Regions from separate parts of the Gossypium raimondii genome. Here region 2 is linked to region 1. Evidence: chromatin contacts called from public Hi-C data. All regions are on one chromosome and are shown on one strand. The core of a region is the stretch at or near the end of the contact, and the rest is flanking DNA. Distances in the headings are between cores, read along the strand shown. Region 1 holds the start of LOC105790322 (autophagy-related protein 8f). Region 2 holds the start of LOC105790334 (40S ribosomal protein S13).

What was found. Hi-C and Micro-C count contacts between places; a contact is called where the count stands out from the background.
Region 2: a contact with region 1 is called in a Hi-C map of leaf, with 2.4 times the contacts expected there. The contact joins the promoter of LOC105790334 here to the promoter of LOC105790322 in region 1. A contact is called at or near these places in 2 of 2 Hi-C or Micro-C datasets (both in leaf).

The regions. Positions count from the first base shown.
Region 1 is chr8:3,350,282-3,357,038 of ASM2569854v1, forward strand. It overlaps LOC105790322 (autophagy-related protein 8f), which reads left to right and starts at 3,100. Exons shown (of 6, transcript XM_052634163.1): 1 at 3,100-3,271; 2 at 3,423-3,473; 3 at 3,565-3,620; 4 at 4,744-4,796; 5 at 4,886-5,004; 6 at 5,335-5,611. The coding sequence starts at 3,437. The coding sequence ends at 5,423.
Region 2 is chr8:3,485,243-3,491,999 of ASM2569854v1, forward strand. LOC105790334 (40S ribosomal protein S13) reads right to left here and starts at 4,128. Exons shown (of 5, transcript XM_012617890.2): 1 at 3,964-4,128; 2 at 3,777-3,849; 3 at 2,739-2,877; 4 at 2,469-2,655; 5 at 1,799-2,172. The coding sequence starts at 3,986. The coding sequence ends at 2,139.

The DNA of each region.
Region 1 (6,757 bases), core at 1,850-4,349:
GTTAGGTTCACCAATCTCAGGTCACTTTCATCTGTCTCATTTCCTATTCTGTGATCAAACTCAAACATAATTTATCATAAAAGTTGGTTCGACTATGAAAGTCCTAGAGGGACACACGAGAGAGATAAAAACTTTGCTTAGATAACCTTTGAAATTGCACCTCCACTCATGATGTGAATCACTATAATAAATTATAATCTATTATAACAAAGTTAAAATTTTAATTTAGTTTAAAATAAGTGATTTTTTAATACTCTTAGATAAGATAAGCTTCATTATTGAATTATTGGTTTAGCTCTTAAAACCCAATGAAGGATAAAAAATTGAAATAGAGTTCCCAGTACTTAATTCAAACTATTCATGAACCACATTTAAGCCACGAAATGTTTTAGTTAATCTCTAAAATTCCCCTTCTCTAAAAGAAAAAAAGTAATTGAGTTTAATATATGTAATACGTCTTTGTCTTTGACTTCCATTACGGTACGTTTCGTTATTTTGGTAGGTGATCGACAAAGTTATTCAAAATATTCGGAGTTTTGATGTTTGAACGTCAAACACTCTGCATAGTCATAATTCATTTCATGTTTTCATTTTCTTTGGGTAATAATGGATAAACTACTAAAATGGTTTTTTTTGTTTGACTCAGGTTACATTTTAGTCACTTATGTTTCAAATGTTACGTTTTAGTCATGTTTTCGCGTTGTAACATTTTAGTCACTGAGCCGTTAATGGTCTAACAATATGCTGACGTGGCACATTAAATAATTATTTCATGCGAAAATTTTAAGTTAAATTCTACAATTGATCCTTATATTTTTTTATTTTGAGCAATTTATTTTTTTCTTTTATGTTCTTTTAACTTTTTTCTTTATTTTCCATTCTTTATTTCTTTTAACGTAATTTTTTATGTTTTCCATTCGTTAAAACGAGTCCACAAGCTCGTCTCATTTGAAAAAATTAAATATTTTAAAAAACAAAAGTTTAAGAACTAGTTTTAACAAATGGAAAACATAGAAAAACTACGTTAAAAGAAATAAATAAAGGAGGAAAATAGGGAGAAGCAAAAGATAATGGAAAATAAAGAAAAAAAATATGAAAGTTAAAAGAACATAAAAGAAAAAAATTAAATTGCTCAAAATGAAAAATATGGGAACCTATTGTATAAATTAACATAAAATTTTTGTTTGAAATAATAATTTAACATGCCATGATAGTTTCTTGTTACACCATTAACGGCTTAGTAATTAAAATGTTATAACACTATAATGTAAGTGATTAAAATGTAACATTTTAAATATAAGTTACTAAAATATAACTTAAAGTAAACAAAAGTGATTATTTTAATAGTTTCTTGTTAGAATGTGAATGAGTGCTTAATATTTTCATTTTAAATTCATTAAATCTTGATCTATTATTATTGTTACCTTCTACATTTCCATTTCCGTACGAAACACTCATCTCTTTTAACTCTTGCAAGCAATAATATACCCAACCAAACCCTATCTTTATTTCTATATATCTATAGATATATTAAACTATTGTATCGAAAATTATTAAAATATATTTTAGGCATAATGATTTATTTAGTCCTTTAGTTTTATAAAAACAAAATTTTAGCTATTCATATAATTTTTTTATCTCTTTTAATTTTTGAACTTGTATTTTTTTGTCAAATCACCCTAAAATGAATAGAAAAGTTAAACTTTGCTAATGTGAACATATATGTAGATTACCATGTGAATATCACATTAGCAATTAATTAAATTTTAAAAATCATGAAAAATTCCAAAAAATAGAACATTAAAATTATTTAAAATTTTGTAAAAATAAAAATCTATCTTATAAAGTTTTTAAAAAAATTAAAAATTAAAAATAATTAATTGATTATGTGAGATTCATATAGCTATTTATGTTTATGTTCACGTCAATAAAGTTAATGTTTGCCAACATTTTCATCTATTTTGAGGTGATTTGATTAAAAATAAACACAATGTGTTCAAAGTTTAAAACAAACGAAAAATTATATAGATGACTAAAATGATTTTTTATAAAATTGAAAGGTTGAATAAATCATTATGCTTAAATATGAAATAACAAATATTAATATAATGACATTTTCTGTCTTTTCATGCTTTTTAATAAAATAATACTATAATATAATTTAAACTTTTAATTTAACCATTCAATTAATATTTTAAAGTAAATTTATTATAAATTTATTTTTTACATAATTTTTTCACCCGTGCCATTAAACTAGTTTATATATATAATTTTTTAATATAAATATCGTTTTCAAAATATATATCAAATTCGTAAAGTTAAGCAATCATCTTTGGTTGAATTTGATGTTATAAGTTAAGTATAGATTATAATAAATTAAATACAAATATTTAAATATTCCAATTTTAAAAAAATAATAACCGTTCAAAATTAATACTTATTTAAAGGTTAGCTTTTTCAATTTAAGAAAAAATGTTATTAATTCATATTTTATCAATTTAGTTTTTTAGTTAAATTTGATCCTAACCTTAAATTTAACAATCAAACTTTTAAAAAGGAATTAAAATGATTTTTCGATAATACTAATTAAAATGTTAAAATTTTAAACACGATAATTTACATGACAATTTAGGTGTACTCCATGTTTTATTTTTTGAATTTTTATATTTTTAATATTATATTTTATAATTTTAAATTATTTGTTGACGCGACATATAAGATAAATGATGTTATGTTAGCATAATATGCATATGAACTGTCATGCGTATGGTTAATGTTATAATTTAATATTTTAGTCATCATTTCCGTTAAAAAATTTTTGACTAATTTTTGAGAAGTTAAGAGTTCGATTTTGTTAAAAAAATAAAAGCTAAATCGACAAAAAAAAATATAAACATGGAGGATTGAAATTTTTTCAAATTTATCATTTGCAACCGTAATCATTGAAGTCCTTGCTGAAGACCCGACTCACATGGCCCGACCCGAGTCTAATCACATAAAAGGAACCGCAGGAGAAGCCAGAAGGCCCAAACCTATTATCGTCTTTTCACTTTTATTTATTCATATTTATTTTTAATATTTAAAGACAATAATAGCTTAGCAAGTCTGGATCTCTTCAATTCAGTCTCTTAGTTTTCGTGTTCTTGTTGTTTACTTCTAAGTCTCTTGATTTATCGATTTTATTTTTCATTCAGCTGAAAAGAAAATTTGAAAAAAAAGATTATTATTATTTTTTATTTTTTGCATCTGGATTCTTCAAAATCGAATAACGGTTCGTATGTTCGTATGTTCGTATGTTGAGATTTTAAAATTTTGTTGTCTCGATTTTGAATTTAAGTTCTAGGTTTTTTGAAAAAATAAATCTTTTTCTTTCTTCTTTTTCATGTCTATTTGTTGAAATTGTGTATTTGCTTATTGTGCAGAGATACTCAGCACAATGGCTAAAAGTAGCTTCAAGATCGAGCATGACTTTGGTATTTACTGATATTTGTCTATTAGTATTAGTTTTTGTTATTGATTTAGCTATTTTTTGGTTGGCTTTGTTAATGGCTTCTTGATGTTTAGAGAAAAGGCGCGCTGAGGCTGCAAGAATTAGGGTAAAATACCCAGATAGAATTCCAGTAAGAATCAATCATTAACTATATCTGTTTTATTATTTTTAATTTTTTTTTCTGATGTTAAAATAGTAATTTTGATTGTTCTATCGCTTGTTTGTCCTTGGTTTATGTAGTGCCATGTGTTTTTAACTTTTAAATTTTGTTGAGAATTTCTGTTAGGTATCAGTTTATGTTCCATATTTTAGATCAAATGACAATTTCCATATACCAACTTTAGGGGTTGGACTAGTCTGGCTTGCATTTCCTTGACTTTGTAGTGTAATATTCCACTGTGTTGTTAAGGCGTGTGTGCACCTAGGCTACCTACGATGTTGTGCTTGCAGCATAACGGTAATGATACGTATTGTGTCAATGTCAGTAATATGCTTTGTTTGATGTATGTTCATGGGATCTGGCTCAAGGATTTTAAGCAATTATTTGACAGATGAATTGGCAATACTGTCATTACTGTGTAGACAGGATTGCAGTCCCTTTGTTTGCTATTGGACCATGGTTAAGGCAGGCATCTATTAACATCGTGTGATACTTATTGTGTTGTGATTGCAGCATAGTAATACATGTCGCGTTAATATCAGTAATTTGCTTTGTTTTTAATGTATGTTCGTGAGAAATGGCTTGAGGATTTCAAGCAATAGTTGAATATTTGTATTGGTTGGATTGTCGTTACTTTCTAGACATGATTGAATGAATAGAACGATATCATGTAACAACTTTTTGTTTCGGGAAAACCTGTGCCTGTTTTAAGCTGGTGAAAAGGAAAACTTTTGCTATTTAGGGCATGGCTAAATTAGAACAGCTAATTATGAGGCATTGAATAATTTAAAATCTCAATAAAGATTAAATTCCCTTCAGATACTCTATGCCTCCCTGCTGAGGAGGAGAAAAAGGCCCTTTAAGGAGGAACAAGAAAAGCATGAAACTTGAGCAGTTAAAAGTTTAGAGCGCTCAATGTCTTAATCCTGGAATAAATTACTAATCTTTATATTAAAAGCATATAAGGTTAAATGGAGGCTGCTTGAATTGGTTTATGCATGTTTGGTCCATCTCCTTGCATAGTGCAAAAGAAAAGCTTATGCTTTCTGACCCCAATCTTTCTTATATTGATATTTGCTCATATGCTTTTTAGGTGATTGTGGAGAAGACGAAAGGAAACGACATCCCTAACATTGACAAGAAGAAGTAAGCAACAATTTCATGCCTAGTGCTCAACATCTCCATATTATTAATTTATTAGACACTGGTGATGACATTGATTATATAATTTACAGATACTTAGTACCAGCTGACTTGACAGTGGGTCAGTTTGTCTATGTGATCCGAAAAAGAATCAAATTGAGTGCTGAAAAGGCTATCTTCTTATTTGTGGACAATGTCCTCCCTCCAACTGGTATTTTCCTATGCTAGTTCTTTCTTGGCTTAAAAAAATGTAAAAAGAACTCTTAAGTTTTATAACTATATTTAAGTAACCCTCTCATATTTATTACCCAAATAAGATATTAACATTTGATGTATACCTAAAACAAGCCTTTAACTCAAGGCGATATTTTATTTAAATATTAAGGGCTCAAATCAAAGGATAAAAGTTTTAGTATAATAAAAGCATAGGGGCTTACTTAAAGTTCTGGGACATTTTTTCATCGTCTTCTTTTTCCTATTCAATGTTAAATGCTACACTGTCATTTTTTTTTTCTTTTTACAAATTGATATAAATTTGCAGGAGCAATTATGTCAACCATCTATGATGAAAAGAAGGATGAAGATGGATTTCTGTATGTTACATACAGTGGGGAAAATACATTTGGTTAGTACATCATGCATTGACCTTAATTAATTTCCATGTTAATGTTGTCCCGCGCTTTAAATAATTGATAATTGTGGCATTATTGCATAGTATATATGATCTTTCTGTATTTACATGTATAGTTTCTCTGTATATAGCTTGTCAGCAGACTAAAATGTGAGACCAATGAGCAATTTAAAATTCTTGTGTGTTATATTCCTGAACTTGGCATTGTCAGTTTTCATGCAACAAAAAAAAAAAAAAAAAGTCACTAATGGAGAAAATAAAGTATCAGATCTGAAATTTCAACTTACCAAGGAGTAGATACAGAAATCTCCAAATAAAATTTTGTGATTTAGATGATGGTAGATGTATGTATATTTGTTGGTTCATAACTTCATGTTGTTGATTTGATTCACTGCTTTATCAGAGCTTCACGATGTGTAGTGTATCTCGTGGGGTTTGAATACAGTGATACAGTAAATTTGAGCTAAATCATCAAATGAATAACTTGAGAGAGCATTTACTCATACATATTCAATACTACCTTACTTGTGGTAGGCGTATTATATTTTTAATTGATTTTAGTCAACAATAAATTAATTTCATTTGATAGTTTTTGATTAATCAAACGGCTTATTTTGAGTTTCTCATTCTTTTAATTTCATATAACAAACTATTGTAATACTTGCATATTAATTAGCTTTTCCTTGTCTTAACGTACTATTAAGAAAGAGGCACCGATATTTTGTTTTGTTGTCTTGTTTAGGGTTTTTTGGGAAAATATTTTGTACATTGACAGTATGGTAAAAAGATTTGAAGTACTAAATATATAAAAGAAATGGAACACGTGACAGATTTGTAATTTTATTTATGGGTTTAAAAAAATGCATTGTCAAAATGCGTTAACTTTCCAAAGTCATTTGGGAGGTAAATGTACTTGTGGGGTTTAACTTATGTTTTCTTATCTCAAAGATAGTTTGAAGCAAAATTAGAGATTGGGATTTTCCTCTTATTCCTCATGTAGTATTAGGGTTTGAGATTTATATAATGGCCGGAATTAGGGAATGATAAAACTCAAATTGGTTGCTAGATTGTGAATTGATCCACTTTAAATCACAGATATTCTTATTTTGAAAAATGAAGGGGGAGGTTCGAAAGACGGGTGTGGGTTGTTTTTTTATGTTTTGATCGTTGCATTCAATGAGTATGGATCAGTTTTGATATTTTTATCCTTTAAAAGCTTTAAAAGCATAAAAATATAATGATATGATAAACTTTAAAATATTTAAGTTAAAAAGTTCAAAAGGTAAAAGTAATTAAATTTGAGTTAATTGTTTGTAATTACTTGTATAATCAT
Region 2 (6,757 bases), core at 2,878-5,377, 140 kb after region 1:
TCGCGACATTGGGAAATGGGTGTTACAACACTATACTGATGTCGTGACACTAATCTCCTGATGTGGCGACACCGAGAACAAATTACTCGACACTAAAGGTCGAATGCCACTACACAGGAGGTAGATTGTCCAGAACATATCTGAAACATCTAAAACCGAGTTTAAACTATCGACAACCATTCAATAATACATCTAAACAATTTTAGGACTCAAAATATGTCAAATTATCATTCAAAACATCTAAATAATTATTCCTTCGTGATGTGACAAGGATGAGAATGACCACTTCTACAGGTACAATTTATTTTTATTATATTCATATCAGATTTAATATGAACTATTAAATTGAACATATTATATAGTACACAAGAAAAATACAACATAAGTCATTTTTGTTATATAAGTAACCAACAACAATTATATTTGAATATTGAAATTCAAAATACAAATTTCATTATGATTTAAACTCCAACATGCATGTATTGACTTATATGAAGTGGTCGTTAAAGCTCCTGTTAGACATTGTTTGGCACTAATTCAAATTGTGTCACCTTCATCCCACCCACTGCAACAAAATATATATATATATAAATATATATATATATATATATTTTGTTGCATGTGAGGTGTAGGTTAGATATATTTTGATTATTAATGTACTTGTTTATACAATAATTTGATCATGGATATATTATTTGTAATTCTATTTGCGCATTTTATTATTAAATTTGAAGGGAATATAAATGTGCTGATTTTAAAGTCCTCGCGTGCTCTAATAATATACAGGATTACAGTGCTATTATAATATATAGCATTGTTTTTGTATTTATCTTGGAGTAGTCCGATCCTGAATCATGAAGACAAATCTTACCCTACTCAAACAGAAATCCATGAAAATATCAATTTGAGAAAGGGATTTTAAATTAATTGACCTAAAAATCGATACAAACCGAACGTTTAAACCAATTTTTTTTTAATTTTAAATATCTTTTTAATCAATCCACTTAGACCAATCACACTAATAAATTAATGACTTGACCGATTTGGTCACCAATTCAGTTTAAAAAACACTGGCCTTGACCTAAAACCAATATAAAAAATCCAAGAGTTGGACTGAATTGCAACTAAACCTATCCAAGGACCAAGTAATTCATCCACCCAACCCAATGGGCCCAACTCAACTTAGGTCAAGCTTGCACTTCAAGCCAAGGCAAGGCAACCCAACCCAACACAAATTCAATTTAAATAATAAAATTATTTTTAATTAAAATTTAATCATAAAACATATAAAACAACTTAAAATATATATTTTATATTTAATTAATTTTTAATAATAAAACAGGCCTCTTGGACAAGCCTAATATTTTGAAACCATACCTAAACCCAACCCAACCCAATTCTTAGAGGTCTCATTTAGGATGAGTTTGGATGGTACAGTGAGATGCTGTACCTTAGTTTCATGTTACATTGATAAGATGAAAACATATATGATATCATGTCCTCGTGTTTTTCATTTTCTGAAAACAAATAAAAACAACTTAGATTCTTGAAACCACATAGTGCCTAAAAGGTCTCAACCATTGTCGAATTTTATCACAAAGTCAAATTTAATTATCCTAATGCTTGAAAATAATAATGCATAAAATGCATTGATCTCTTCTCTTTTTCTAATTTTTAATTTGAACTCAAACTTGAAGTTGAAGATGAAGATGGGAGGAGTAATCAAAACTCATCTTTCACTAGATAAACAAACTCATGCAACTCGATTTTTACTCTCTAGTTAAAAAGTGAAACTAGATTGACTTCAACCCAAATTTCAAATTTCGAATTTCGAGTCAAGCACAAGCTCAAGCCTTTCACAGCTTGAGTTCAGCAAAGCTTGGTACGCCCCTAGATCTTAAAAGCAAATAAACGACAAGATTAAAAACACCAAAAATAAAACATTTCAACTTGAAGGGAAAAAACTAAACATAATTCTGACACACTAAACATAATATTTTGCCTCCCAAGTATCTCATTTTCAAGCCACAAATGAACTAGTTCTTTAAATTTTAAAAGCATAAATACCAAAAGTTTAGCCCTGCATCCAGGAGAATGTCAACTGCAGCGCTTGGAAGATGGTTCAAACTGTGCCACCTCTAAGCCACAAGAGTGCTGGCAGTGGTAGATTCACTGCATGAAGAAAAATATGTTTAGGTTTGCAAGTTAAACCCCAAATCTTGAGACCAGAGAATACTCAAATAACCAGTGTCGAGGTCAACAAAATTTTCTAAAAGACCATACCTCAGACCATTAGTTAAATTACTATTAACCGTGTATGTGTCCTACACATATTTGTAAATAGGTACCAAGGTACAATCCGCCAAATATGAAATATATTTAGAAAAGGGCATACACAGGTAAGACACGTGCATCCTAACCTAAAACACGTTAAGAACATCGATAGAAGCAGGGATAAAAGTACTCACTATTTCCACACTGGTGGTAGCTTCTTTGTCTTCTTGTAATAACGGGCAAGACGGTGAATTCTGCTTTCAACCAAGATTAACCTAAACTTGGAATCCTTGTCTTTCCTGTTCCGCTCAAGGTGCTTTCTGATGGCTACCGCTTTCTTAATCAGGTGGTACAGATCCTCGGGGATTTCTGGAGCAAGACCTGACAAAACCAAATTGATAAGTCAACTGTTTATCATCACTTATAAGGGAAATGCAACAGCAAAAAATGTCAATGACGTGTACCATGGGCTTTCAATATTCGCAAAATCTTGCTGCCAGTAACACTCTTCACCTGAGCAATGCCATGAGAATCACGGAGAATGACACCAATTTGAGATGGAGTCAAACCCTTCTTTGCAAACTTGTAAATGTTCTCCTCAACCTAAAAGATCAAATCAAGATCAATGAATATTGTCAAAAAAATAGTAAACTTTTCATATGGACAGAATAAACTAAAGTAGGGTACTTTTTTCAACTCCACATCGCATCAATGTAAAACCTATGTTACTCGGATTTGAGAGTAAGTGTCGATATGGGTATGTGATATGCTTACTTTTTTAAAAATTTTCCATATATTTGGAGGATCATACCCTCACATTCATGGCCAAATACGTGTTGAGCAAGAGCACTTCAAGGAAAATAAAGAATCGAATTAACATAATGTAAACCCGGGAAAGAGAGCATTTAGAATGTTAAATGGAAAACTACAAGCAATAGTCTGAGCCTAAGGAAATATCAATTAGTTACTACAAAAACCTCCCATCACTTCAGTGGTAAAATTTATGATCGAAAGTCAAGACAACTTGAGGTTTATTCACAAAATGAACGAGCAGTAACGCCTTAAACTACCAACAAATAAGGTCCAAAGACCATTATCATTCCACATTTGAGAAATATGAAAATCAAAAAATCAAAAAAACAACTAAAAGCCACCTTACTCTAATTCTTCACTTTCCTTGAAGTTCTGCGTCTAATAATACCAATGCCCAACATAGCTTCGGCCATAGATTTTGAATATAGCCATTTCAAACCCACATCCGTATCTAATATCACAGCTAAATCCGAGTAACAAAAGGACTAAATGCACTATCAAACTTAAATATTAACCATCGAGGAATTGCATCACATCTTACGATATTCTCAATCATGACCAATACTTAATCAATGAAATATCCATTAATCAAAAAATAATAAGGTACGTTTCAACCACTAATCTAAACCAAATAGGTTTTAAAAATCGTATATAAAATTAAAGGCACGATAAAAACCAAAGTGACTCACATCTTGAGAAGAGATCTTCAACCAACTAGGAGGAGTTCTCTTGTAAGGCAAAGCGGATGCTGAAATACCCTTACTGCAAAAGAAAAACTCAAATCAGTGACAAAGCAGATAGAAGAGATTCGACCAACGTAATCATAGGTTTGTTTTCAGAGGATAATGAAATCAAGTGTGAGAGGAAAATACAAACCCTCGGCTGTGCATACGACCCATGGTGGCAGAGTTTCGAGCTCGGCTGATTGATTGCTTCTGATAGTGTAATTTGAAATGAGCAAAGAAACCCTAGGATCAAAATTAAGGATGGGGGCTAGGGTTCTTATTCTCCTCTGGTCCTTTGCTAGTGATTTATTGGGCCCTTTTTTCCCCTTTGGTGGTCTAGTTTTCTAGTATTGTTTTTTGTATATATTGGATCAGGCCTTGCTAGTGAATTTGAGAAGGCCGAATTTAAATGCGGTTAAGAAACATTTGGTTTGAAAATAACGGAATAATAACATGAATAGCCCCTAAACTATAGGGTATATTTGAATATGGTACCTGTACTTTTTTTTAATAATCTCATTATAGGTTTTGATCATATCTGCTCTTTTTTTACATGATGCCTAGAATTACTCATAGCCCCTCCCCAACCCATAAATAGAAGGATAATGTGCTTCAGCGCGCTCGAATCCACGTCCTCCTACATTGACAACAATGTCCATACTAATCAAGCTAAAACTCAATCGACTGATACTTGTTGTAATGGCCTAAATTCAAGGTTATCGGAACAGTGGTTTCGTAGCCACAAATTCGATTTAAAGATAAATTTATTTTAATATTTTTGCATGAATATTGATATGATAGGAAAATCGTATGAAAATATAAATAGAAGAATTTTACCGATTTAGTGGTTAGTTAGAAAAAGAAATTATTGAAGAAATTGGGTAAAAACAAGGTATTGAGACCTCGATCTCGTAAAACCGAGTCAAAAATATTTTTATAAATATTTATGAAATGTTAGTAATATGGTATTAAAATTTCGTTAGAAAATTTTAATGTTTGGGTAGTCAATTAAGTAAAAAGGACTAAATTGAAAAATGTGTAAAAGTTACTAGAAAGATTAAATAGCTCAATTGTTAAATGAGGAGGGACATAAATTGCAAATAAGCCCAAAAGAAGATATTTTGGGCGGCATAAGCTGAGAAAAATCAGGAGAATTGGTGAAATAAAGGTAAAATGGGAAAATAACAAATTTTACTAACATAAACATAGGACCAAATTGGAATATCTAGAATTCTCTTCATATTTTCTTCATTATCATCAGTCAAAAAACATCCTAGGGTTTTATTCAAGCTGGTAATTAATTATTTTTTGCACCAAGTGAGTTAATCCTTTCCTTTTTCTTGTAATTTTTGTGTTTCTAAGACTTTTGCAACTAGGTCCTATTACTAAATTCATTAGTTTTGATTTTATGAATGAAATTGAAAGTTTCTATGAATATGTGCTGGAATTTTATGATGAAATAGCATGAAATTGAAGCTTTAATTTGTTTATGAGATGATTTTATTAGGTAATTTCAATAGAAATTGATTTGTAGGACCTAATTGTGAAAAAGTTTGGAATTAAAGTCTAGTGGTAAAATTATGATTTCCAAAGATTATAAAGTAGTTTAAAGTGATAGAATAAAGTGTTAATTGAGAAAAATAAGCTCAATTGAGAGGTTCATTGAGAATGGATGAAATTATCATTTATTGAAAGCTTAGGGGAAAAATGGTAATTAACATCATGCACCAAAACAGTTTTGGACAGCAGCAGTAGTCTAACTTTGAAAAATCACCAAAAATTTTAGAGATCGAATTAGAGAATGAATAAAACATTAAATTAAATCTTATTGAGTCTAGTTTCTTATAAAAGAAACGGTGTAAGCAATGAAATTGTAAATCATGAGATATAATAGATTTTGTGAGATAAAGTTAGAATGAATTCGGGTTCCCCTGTTCTGACTTTGGAAAATCATAAAAAATTGGAGAAAAATAATTAGGAGCTTAAATTTATATTTGTAAATCCTTAATGAGTCTATTTTCAAAAGAAACAAACGAGAACATCATCCAAATTATGTACAATGAGATAATTAATTTTTAGTGAAGAGGGGTTGGAACTGTCAAACAGTGAAATAGGGGAACTTTAAAGAATAAAATGTACTTATTGGATAAACCAAAAATTCTGAAAATTTTATGGTAAGAAGATATGTGAGTCTAGTTTTGGATAAAATTAGCGGATCTTAATTTGGAGTTCCGTAGCTCAAGATATAAATAATTTAGTTACTATGACTCAATGAGACAACTTTGAATACACTAAAAATAATAATGGAATTATAGAGAATGTTACATATGACCATGAAATGTATTAGATTAATGATTAAAATTATTTATTTAGATCTATAAAATTCAAATATGAAGCTAGATCAAGGAAAAGAAAAAGTTCGGGATTAGTAAATTTTTGTTTACGAACAAGTATCGAGGTAAGTTCGTGTAACTTAAATTATATTCTTAAATGCTTGAAATGTTTGTTATTGATGTGAATATGATTTGAATGTTCATTGTACGAAAATTGATGAAACATTGATATATTTGATAAAAAGGGGAAGAAATCCCAGTTGAATGGAAGGAAAATTCGATGGATCTCTTAAAATGAATTGACGGTAAAAAGGATCTAGCCTGGACGGGTGATCCTATCCTGATATAGACCTCCCGAAGAATATGTGGAAGATGGATTTAGCCAGGAAGGGTAATCCAAATTAGGGTCTGAATTTAGCCTGGACTGGTAATTGAGATCCAAGCTCATTAGAGTAATTGTCATTGCAGGGGATTTAGCCTGGACTGGTAATCCCGTTGTAAGGATGAGGTTCGCGGGAGTATGCTCTCTGAAATGGAAATGCGTGCACATGAATATGAATTGACGGAACCAGATTTGTACACTAAAGTGTGCCCCTGAAAATCCATCGAAAT